2 separate regions of the Hordeum vulgare genome follow, and region 2 is linked to region 1. The links are chromatin contacts, called in public Hi-C maps. All regions are on one chromosome and are shown on one strand. The core of a region is the stretch at or near the end of the contact, and the rest is flanking DNA. Distances in the headings are between cores, read along the strand shown. Region 1 holds the start of LOC123404569. Region 2 holds the start of LOC123403123 (heptahelical transmembrane protein ADIPOR2-like).

Region 1 (5,169 bases), core at 883-3,382:
CTACCACTCAGTTCCAGCAATGCATTAAGATCCTTGCAGACAAGGTTAGTTTCCTTTCACGGCAGAGTGACGAGCTGGTAGAACGCTACTCAAGGGTGGAAGCAGCACACGGGATTCTTATAAAAGAGTTGGAGGAGAAGAAAACACTGGTCAACAATCTATATAGTAAATTTCAGCTGGAGAAACAGGTACAGAATTCAGCTTCTCAAATCATAAGATGTGAATATTTTCGTTGGTAGATACCCATATAAAAAATCAGATAAACCTTGAATTTGGTAAAATAATGAACTATCCAAATGTAATGGCATAACATGAGTATCATGACTGATGAACATGAGTATCAACAAGCATGCTGTGGATTTGAAATCTATTATGAAGTTAAGACTTAGACCTGATTGAATTTGTACGTGTTAATCTCTTGTACTTTTTAATTTGCGATAACGAGCAAGTAAGGTGTAGCGTGTGCTTCAAAACTGTTTCAACAGGCCAGCAAGGAGAAGATATCGGTTGGCCATTTCGACGTCCACGAGCTTGCGGTGTTTGTCCGGAACCCTGCCGGGCACTACGAGGCAATCAACCGGAGCCGGTCGAACTACTTCCTCTCTGAGGAGTCGGTGGCCCTGTTTACGGAGCCCCACCTTCCTCGGCAGCCTGCCTACATAATCGGCCAGATCGTGCACATTGAGCGGCGCGCGGTGAAGCACGCCGACCAGAACGAAGCCTCGCCGCGCCCTGGCAGCCACCGGCGGTCTGCGCCGAACAGCAACCCCTACGGCCTGCCGGCGGGCCGCGAGTACTTCGTGGTGACGGTGGCGATGTTGCCTGACACTGCTGCAGCTGTCCGTTGAAGCAATAACACCTTCCTGATCCTGCCTAGCCATGGCTGCTGAAATGAAGGGAGAAAAAACCCTCAACTGTAAATATACAGCCACTTGTTTAAAATTTATTTATGGTTTGCTCATTTGGTTCGTCTGCATTTGCCTGCTGCCTTGTGTACATAATGCTCGGATTCGTCTGTAAATATGACTCGGCCACTGCTGTTATTATCATCTTGGTTCGTTCAAGGAGACTGAATGATAGTACTAGTAAAATATTGCGCGTTTATTGCTTTTGGCTCCCGAGCTAACTGGAGGCCTTTAAATTCAAACTTCAAATTCAGTGAAAATTTGTATTTTAATGTTTCAAATTTTTTTTAAAAAAAAACATAGATAAATGAAGGTATAATACACAAGTGTGTAAATTTTCAGAACAAAATACGTTGAAATGAGGGCTGTGCAAAAAAGACAAATCTGAGGCTGTTTAACACATGTTACTATTCATCATTTCAGACCATGAATTTGTCTTTTTTATACAGATCACGTTTTAAAGTATTTTGACCTGAAATTTTACACACATGTCGTTACATCCTTACATACATGCATATATTTTTTTCAGAATTTTTTAAACCATAAAAATTTGAATTTGAATTTTTTAAAAATAAAGGCCTTTATGGTGCTCGGCCTCCAAAACGTCATTCTCAATATTGTGCCAATTTGTTTTCTCTGGTTCCCAACACTGTTTCACCTTGAGCATGGTATATCCTGTTGCAAAAATGGTTTTAAGAATTCAGAAGATGCAATAATGGTCTTAAGAATTTGAAAAAGGTTGCTCAGAAGAGATAGATGTATCCCAACTTCCATTGCTAGGAAATCTTCTTTTTGTTTGTGAATTCCTGTTTGTATTGAATGCATGCCCATCAAAGAAAGAAAATTAATTGATCCCCATACCGTGCTAGCCCAAACATGATCTTCATCAACTTGAATTTGGTGCTATCGCCTGCCTTTGCAAACAATTCCTCTTGAACATCCAAGAAGCAAGTCAAGGTCGCCGGCCCTGGCAAAGATAATCTACTGATATTACAATAATAATAAGAAGATGATGCCTAAGAAAGGCACCCCGGAGTGGAGCTCAAGTAACAGGGCCTACTAATTCTCGTCTGAACTGCTCTGACGACTTGCCACAAAACAAGTGATGGCATACAGTTGGCACGCCCATAAGTCACGATGCGACGTGGCCGCTACCGAGAAAGCAAACTCCTCAACGAGGAACACGAGAGGCAAGTTCTAGTCGGTTCATTGATCACACCGACCTTAACCCCATCCTTGCCTGCCACGGAACCTGCTGCCCGCTGCATATAACTCCACTCGCCACCATTCTCCTCCTCCACGCAAGCCCGCCCGAAGAGCCCGACCCCATCCAGAACTCGCTCGCAGAAGAGAAAAGGACCGACCGAGTGACAGACTGACAGTGAGTGACTACTTCAGAAACTCCGCCGATTCCGATGGCCGGCTTCACCCTGGTCGGACCGCCGGAGGCTGCGACCGCACTGGGCGCGGCGGCGGAGATGAAGACGGACGGGAAGGGGAAGGCGCTGACGGAGAACTCCTCGCCGACGTTCGTGGACCTGTTGGACGCCAGCTTCAACATGGAGACGGAGATGAAGACGGACGGGAAGGGGAAGGCGCTGACGGAGAACTCCTCGCCGACGTTCGTGTCCTCGGGGGACCCCTGCCTCGACTTCTTCTTCCACGTGGTGCCCGGCACGCCGGCCGCGTCCGTCGCCTCTCTGCTCGCCGCGGCCTGGGCCGCCGACCCGGTCACCGCGCTCCGCCTCGTCGCCAACCTCCGCGGCGTGCGGGGCTCCGGCAAGTCCGACCGCGAGGGCTTCTACGCCGCCGCGCTCTGGCTCCACGCCCGCCACCCGGCCACGCTCGCGCGCAACGCCGCCTCCGTCGCCGCCTTCGGCTACCTCAAGGACCTGCCCGAGCTGCTCCACCGCATCGTGCACGGCGGCAAGTCCACCAGGACCCCCGGCAAGAAGGCCCGCCTCGAGGCCGAGGGCGGATGGTTCCTACGCCGCGGGCGGGGCAGAGGACGCCGGAGCGGCTCTGGCGGCGGCAAGGGGCGCAGGGAGGACCGCGTCGGCGCGTCGGAGGAGCGCGTCGCGGCCAGCCTGGAGCGTGACCGGAAGCTCGCGGCCGCGGCCGCCGTGTCGCGCCGGGCCAAGAGGGCGGGGGCCGCGGCGAGGGTGTTGGACATGTACAGCCGCGACTCCACGTACCGGTTCCTGCACGACCGCACGGCCGACCTGTTCGCCGAGCTCCTCGCGGAGGACATGCGCAAGCTGTCTGTCGGCGATGTCAAGCATTTCTCGCTCGCGGCCAAGTGGTGCCCGTCGCTGGACTCGTCCTACGACCGCTCCACCCTCCTCTGCGAGGCCATCGCGCGGCGGCTCTTCCCCAGGGGCTCGTCGTCGGAGCTCGGCGACGACCTCCCGGACGCGCACTACGCTTACCGCGCGCGCCAGCGCCTCCGCAGAGCGGCCATGGTCCCGCTCCGCGCTGCGCTTAAGCTCCCCGAGGTGTTCATCTCGGCGCGCGCCTGGGAGTCCGTGGTATACACGCGCGTGGCCTCCGTGGCCATGAAGAACTACAAGGACCTCTTCCTCAAGCACGACGCCGAGCGCTTCAACGCCTACCTCGCCGATGTCAAGTCCGGCAAGAAGCGGATCGCTGCGGGCGCGCTGCTCCCGCACCAGATCATCGAGTCCCTCGGCGAAGATGGGGACGACGGCGGAGTGGCCGACCTGCAGTGGCAGCGCATGGTCGACGACATGCGCGCCCTCGGCAAGCTCAACAACTGTGTGGCCGTGTGCGACGTGTCCGGAAGCATGTCCGGCCTGCCCATGGACGTGTGCATCGCGCTTGGCCTCCTCGTGTCCGAGCTCACGGACGACCCGTGGCGCGGCCGCGTGATCACCTTCAGCGAGCGACCCAACATCCACATGATCAAGGGCGAGACCCTTTCCGAGAAGACCGAGTTCGTCCGGTCCATGGATTGGGGCATGAACACCGATTTCCAGGCAGTGTTCGACAAAATCCTGGAAGTGGCCGTGGGCGCCGGCCTGCCGGCGGAGAAGATGGTGCGGCGGGTGTTGGTGTTCAGCGACATGGAGTTCGACCAGGCGTCGGCTAACCCGTGGGAGACGGACTACGAGGCGATCGTGAGGAAGTTCTCGGAAGCTGGCTACGGCGCCGCCGTGCCGGAGATAGTGTTCTGGAACCTGAGGGACTCCAAGGCCGTGCCGGTGATGTCCGGACAGAAGGGGGTGGCACTGGTCAGTGGATTTTCCAAGAACTTGCTCAAGCTGTTTCTCGACGGCGGTGGCACGTTCACCCCGAGGGTCGTCATGGAGAAGGCCATCGCCGGGCCGGAGTATGATCAGTTGGCCGTGTTCGATTGATGCCAAACGATTGCATAAAGGACTATTGTGCATCGCGTCAGTCTTGCAGTCTCGGTGATGGTGGGCTAAATGAGTGTTCGTCCAATGCAGTGGCTCCAGCTTCGTTTTTCTTGGAACTTCTCAACTTTTGCTTAGTGTAAAAGAATCTTGTTCAGCAATGCCTGTTATTCTGTATATGGTATTCCAACAGGGAATTCTATCTTCGGCCCCGACTTCTCCTGGACGCGCGTCGATTGTCTCGGTATCTATCAGTCAATCTTGAGAAGTTGCTCCTCATTTCTCCCTATTCTCATTACTCTCATTACGCACACTGTCCACATCAGTAATGCGCCACGTCATCCTTTATCTATTACTTGCTCCGTGCTTGGGACCCCTTCTCATGGGCCAAATCCGATCTCACTGACCATATCCTCCATATTAACATCATCACACAGTCCCTCATCATATCCGTAGAGTTTGCCAAATCATTAAGGGAAACTCTCTATATCAGAAGTCTGATCTCACGCTATCCATCAGACCTCTTAGCTTCCGTTGGATTTTAACAAAACCATCCAATGCCTTGCACATCGTCTATATATAATATACAATCCCATCACACACCCCGCCCCCCCGTTCTCACAACCACGACCTAACCACCACAGTCGTCATCCCGACGCTTTACGCCCGTTACCGCTGCCGCCGGCGATTGTGGTGACGATGACGACGGGGAGCTGGGCGAGGAGCATCTACTTGACGAGGACGTCAACATGGAGTGGCTTCCCATCAACGAGGAGTGTCGGCTAACTCTCCACGAACCTCGTGGTCGTGATCTGCGGAGACGCTCGATGCCCATGGTTGTGAGCTGTTGAGATTCTAATTCTCCATGAGCGTCGTGGCCGTCATCAGCC
Region 2 (5,169 bases), core at 1,949-4,448, 580 kb before region 1:
TCCCTATTCATTGAAAATAGAAAGGGAAAAGTTAGGTCATGACACATGCAATGTGAAAAGTAACACAACAAGAGGGCAGCCTAGTCCATGCAGCTCCCGTTTGCGCACGGTCTCGGGAGGGTTCGACCACTTTGAGTCTATTGTACACAACCTTTCCCTGCATTTCTGCAAGAGGCGGTTTCCGGGACTTAAATCTGTGAACTCATGGTCACAACGCATCAGCTTTACCACTTCGCCAAGGCCCCCCTTGTGAAAAGTAACACAACAACAATAATATAAATAAATTAAGAAGATACCAATCCATTAAAAATTACTGTAAAAAACAACTCACAATACATAAACCAAAGCAAAACAATAAAAACATATACATCATTAAAGAAGCGTATGTGCAACATAAATATAACCATTTTTCAGTCACACCCAAAATCTTTTCAACATTCACAATATGTACACAATAAAAGACGTACATCCCCAAAAAGTTGAAACAATTCATGCAACGACACAAAACATCGACATCACCACCCCAACCTCGCTCGCACTGAATTGATTCCTTTGTCAAGGAAATATCCGGTGAGACTCGACCCATACATTCTCGCATGCTAGCAACATGATGGTAAATGTTGAGATGTAGGGCATGTTTGGAGCAGATGATGGAAAACACAGGAATAGAAAAAAAATGTAGCAATTCATGTGTTTAGGGCTCCTTTGATTCAAAGGAATTTTATAGGAATTTTAGAGGATTTGGCACTTAAGAATTTTTCCTGTGATGGCCGTTCAATTCGTAGGATTGAAATTCTTCATAATTTTTCCATGGGATCCATTCGGACTACATTTGGGAGAGAACGTTGCATCCACTTATACATGTTTGTAGGATTTCTTTATTTTCCCGCGCTAACAAATCATATATTGTAGGGTACTGTACAACATACCATCCTATTCGTGCATTTTGTGAATCCTACGAATCAAAGCGGCACGGGCACACACGCATAGAGAGAGAGGAGAGATATATACAAATATTTCACATGGCTTCTCAAATTAAATGAAAATATAATATTTGCTCAAATGTTCATAATCCTCCAGAATAGGAAGGAAGAGAAATATTCCTCCACGAAATTTCAAATCCACTCCTATAGTAAAAAAATATAAGGGTTGGACGTGCTTTGTTGCTCATACTTGTTGTTGGATTTTAATAACTTTCAGCTCCATATGTTTCAAAATACGAATTGTATTAGTTTTTCAAAAAGTGAAACCTCATTAAGTTTGATCAAATTTATAGAGAAAATATATCAATATTCATAATATCAAAACGATATCATTAGGTTCATCATAAAATGTATTTCCATATTTTATCTATTTAGTATTGTGGATGTCGATGTTTCTGGTTGTCAATTGATTTGAAAAATCACTGAGCCAATCAAAATCTTGAATCAAATTCAAAATTGAATAAATCGATCTAATGTGTGAGCTCCAAAGTTAAGAAGCATAGTATATTACGTGCTCCATCCGATCTACTCGTGTATTACTTTTTGTTAGTTTAGTACAAAGTTGTAGTAACTTCATACAAACTTTATACTAAACCAACGACAAGACATGGTTTCATTTTTATAAAATTCTTGTGAAAAACATTTTACAAAATGAAGCCATATAACATGAGAAGAGCTGATGCTCTACCGGTTGATTGTACGAGAAGTTCCGCCACCTACATAGTCGTTGGATCGTCCTTGATCCATGCGACCTCAAACGTGCTCACACACCTTCATTCTTTTCTTCGCCTACCACATGCTTGTTTGTCGTATCTTGCAATAACAATGGTTTGTAAACCACGTCAGGGATCAACGATGGCAACTTACATAAGTTTTTGCAACATCAGCTACGTTGCACAAAATAATTGCAACAAAATCTCTATTGCGCTTTTTTTGCGACAAGAACTTTGTTGCAAAAAATATCCTGCAACACAATCGGTGTTGCAAAAAACATTGCGCAACAAAATTATGTTACAAAAATCTATAGGTATTTCGACAACATGATCCTTGTTGTAGAAAATATTCTATAACAAATTCTATTAAAAAATCTACGGACATATTCGCAACATGCTCTCTCTTGCAAAAGATTTGGACCATAATCTATGGTGCAAAAGACCCGTCGGCCACTTTTTAACACGTGAGCCGGACGCGTAGCAGCGTACATGTTTCTGCAACTCAAACGTTGTTTCGGGATTTTATGTGGTGGGCGGAGGCGACCGAGCTGTTGATCGAACGGTGCATGCGTGTACATCGGACGGATAATCGGGTGGTGGATGATTACTACAAATTCACCTAGGAGTCCCCTATATAACCTTCGAAAGAACAATGCTGCGCTAGGGCCCACACGCCAATGAAACACACACGGGTGGCATATATATCCCTTTCTTTTTGGGAAAAGATTAACTTCTACCGATCGATCCCGTGCGCCTTTCTATCGGCTCCGTGGCCGTTCGATCATGTGTTGATTAGACAGTCGACACAGTCCCTGTGTCCGTCGAAGCCGTTTTTGTTTTCCTGCAACGTGTCTGTTGTTTCAGGGCAGTCATTCCTGGCATTGGGTAACAGTGGGTACACCTGACCTATGTGAAGATGTCGTAATTTTTGTAACATGTTGTAATTTTTGTAATATGGGTCAAAAGATGTTGTTGTTTTTGCAACATGTCGTAATTTTTACAACATAGATCAGAAGATGTCATTACTTTTGCAACATGGGTCGGAAGATATCGTAATTTTTGCAACATGGTCGTTGTTTCTGCAACGAGGCCGTTGTTTCAGGAATTGTTTCCGCAACACACTCGTTGTTTCAGAAATTATTTCTGCAACACGACCATTGTTTTAAGAATTGTTTCTACAACACGACCATTGTTTCTGCAACTGATTTTTTTGTTTCGGAATTATTAATGCGTCGGCAAGGCGACAAACCGCATGCGAGGAGTTAGATCGGACGGCTCGCGCACGAATATCCGACGGTTATTGAGGTGATGGGTGTACGTGTACCGATAGATGGGTAGCCCTCCCCTTTCTTTTTCCCTTGTAATCCGACGGTTAGGAGAGTGGCTGCGCCCAAAAGCACCCTGTAACCTCTGTAGCTTTGACAAGCGTGTGCGACAGAGGAAGTCCATGTGTGTGGCTCGCCACCAACATCACCGCACCACACCACACCACACCGCACGACGCCCGCGCCGCGCGCTCCCCGCCAAGATTCGCCAGGCGGCCTCGTCTCCTCCCATCCCCCTATAGCCTCCCTATAGTCCGCCTATAACACCACCACCACCTCCCGGGCTCCCCCGCACGAACCGCGGACCAGACACACACAACCCCGACGCAGCCGCGCGCGCGCACAGAGCCGGAGAGAGAGGGAGAAAGAGGCACCGGGCCCGTCGCATGGGAGCGCGGTCGACGGCGACCGCGGGGGAGGCGGTGGCGAGGCGGGGCAGCAGGAAGAAGGCAGCCATGGCGCCGTCGCTGGGCGGCGTGGAGGCCGGCGGCAGGCGCAGGGGCCCGCCGCGTCTGGTGGGGTACGAGGAGCTCCCCGAGTACCTCAAGGACAACGAGTACATCCGCGGCCACTACCGCGTCGAGTGGCCCATCCGCGACGCCCTCCTCAGCGCCTTCTCCTGGCACAACGAGACGCTCAACGTCTGGACGTGCGTGCCCGCCCAACCACCCACCCCGATCCACCCATACGTTCCCCACCCCCGCGAATCGATCGATCCACCGATTTGATCCGCCGCCGTTTGGCTTTCGCAGGCATTTGGGCGGGTTCCTGCTGTTCCTGGCGCTCGCCGTCGCCGGAGGCGGCCCGGAGGCCGCACACGAGGCCGCGCCGGGGATCATGAGGTACGCGCAACGCTACTTCTTGACTTTCCTTTTTTCCCTCCGCCGTCCTTCGGATTAAAAATGATGATTTGTTCTGACTTCAAGAACGATCCCTTCCGATTCCCTTCCGCGTGATTAGCGGGCGGCTCCCGGCTTTGAAACTTGAAATGGTCGCTTCCGATCGCAGAATGAATCCGCCATCGTAGCCCACACGTCACACGGGAGACCTCGAATTTGTTTCGCGGGCGGGCAGTTTGGAGAGCGCGCACGTCACACACACACAACCCGCCCACGCCCAACGTGTGTGGTTTGCGCGTTCGTTCCATCAACCGAACGCACGCGCATGCGCAATCACACGTTTGTTCAGTGATACTACCGACTCTTTCATGCATTGCCAACCATTGATGCTGGCTCCAACTGGCTACGACTGTACTTTAGTTCTCAAGAATAAGCTTGTTAGATGCTGCCGATGTGAGATGTGACAAGAACACACTGTCCTAGTAGCAAGTGCGTGAACAACACCAAACGAACGAGGTTCGCGCACAAGGACATGACCCATGCGGTAGTCTATGTGCATTATCCGCCTCACACGTCTTATCGTGATGTCGGCACTTTGCAAATGCAATGCTGGCGCAAATTACAGATTAGTTGGGGGGTTCCAGTTCTGAAACCGTCTTTTCTCTTTGATGCTCCTTTTCCACCAAGGCGTTAATTCGTCATGCTTCAGTCGGTTTTTTGAATTCCTAAAAAAATGGTATGTGCCGTGTTCTTTTTCTCTCGCAGGTTTGTGGTGGGATCAGCTAATTCGTCATGGAAGAGCGATCAGTCGGTGAGAAACGCATCTAAGAAACCTTATCTTGTTTTGGGATTATTTTCCAGCACTGCATATTTTTCTCTCATACAGTATATCCGTAGTCCCCAAGATTCTGGGACAGATGGTGCTAGATAGCATGATTAATGAACTGAGACGAGCTCTATCAAGGTGACTATAATTATTCAGATACCAGTAGTGTAGTGCCACCAATGATTTAAATATAACTGCACCGAGTGAGTACCATGTAATAATGTGGTCATGTAGATCCCCACCACGCAGAAAGAGACGTGCATGGACAGCTATGTGTGTGAGCTGCCCACATGATCAATCGTTGATCCATGTCCTCACACTTCAGCTGTCCGTGTATTGTTCAAGCAACAATATATATATACAACAGTCCAAGCAACAGGTCAAAGCAACCCATGTACTCGAGATACTAGCTCTCTGTATTGTTTGGGAATTGCTATTTGTGATGACCATGCACAATATTATAGATTAAGAAAACTCATAGGT

Evidence for each region. A called contact is a pair of places that touch in the nucleus more often than the background predicts.
Region 2: a Hi-C map of seedling shows a contact between it and region 1, with 7 times the contacts expected there. The contact joins the promoter of LOC123403123 here to the promoter of LOC123404569 in region 1. A contact is called at or near these places in 3 of 6 Hi-C or Micro-C datasets (leaf and seedling) and 1 of 1 datasets of contacts at active chromatin or transcription factors (embryo).

Annotation. Positions count from the first base shown.
Region 1 is chr6H:117,877,809-117,882,977 of MorexV3_pseudomolecules_assembly, reverse strand. LOC123404569 reads left to right here and starts at 2,132. Exons shown (of 1, transcript XM_045098507.1): 1 at 2,132-4,485. The coding sequence starts at 2,321. The coding sequence ends at 4,282. It overlaps LOC123404576 (autophagy-related protein 11), which reads left to right. Exons shown (of 5, transcript XM_045098514.1): 4 at 1-188; 5 at 486-1,064. The coding sequence ends at 848.
Region 2 is chr6H:118,461,977-118,467,145 of MorexV3_pseudomolecules_assembly, reverse strand. LOC123403123 (heptahelical transmembrane protein ADIPOR2-like) reads left to right here and starts at 3,198. Exons shown (of 4, transcript XM_045097086.1): 1 at 3,198-3,670; 2 at 3,774-3,863; 3 at 4,626-4,671. The coding sequence starts at 3,408.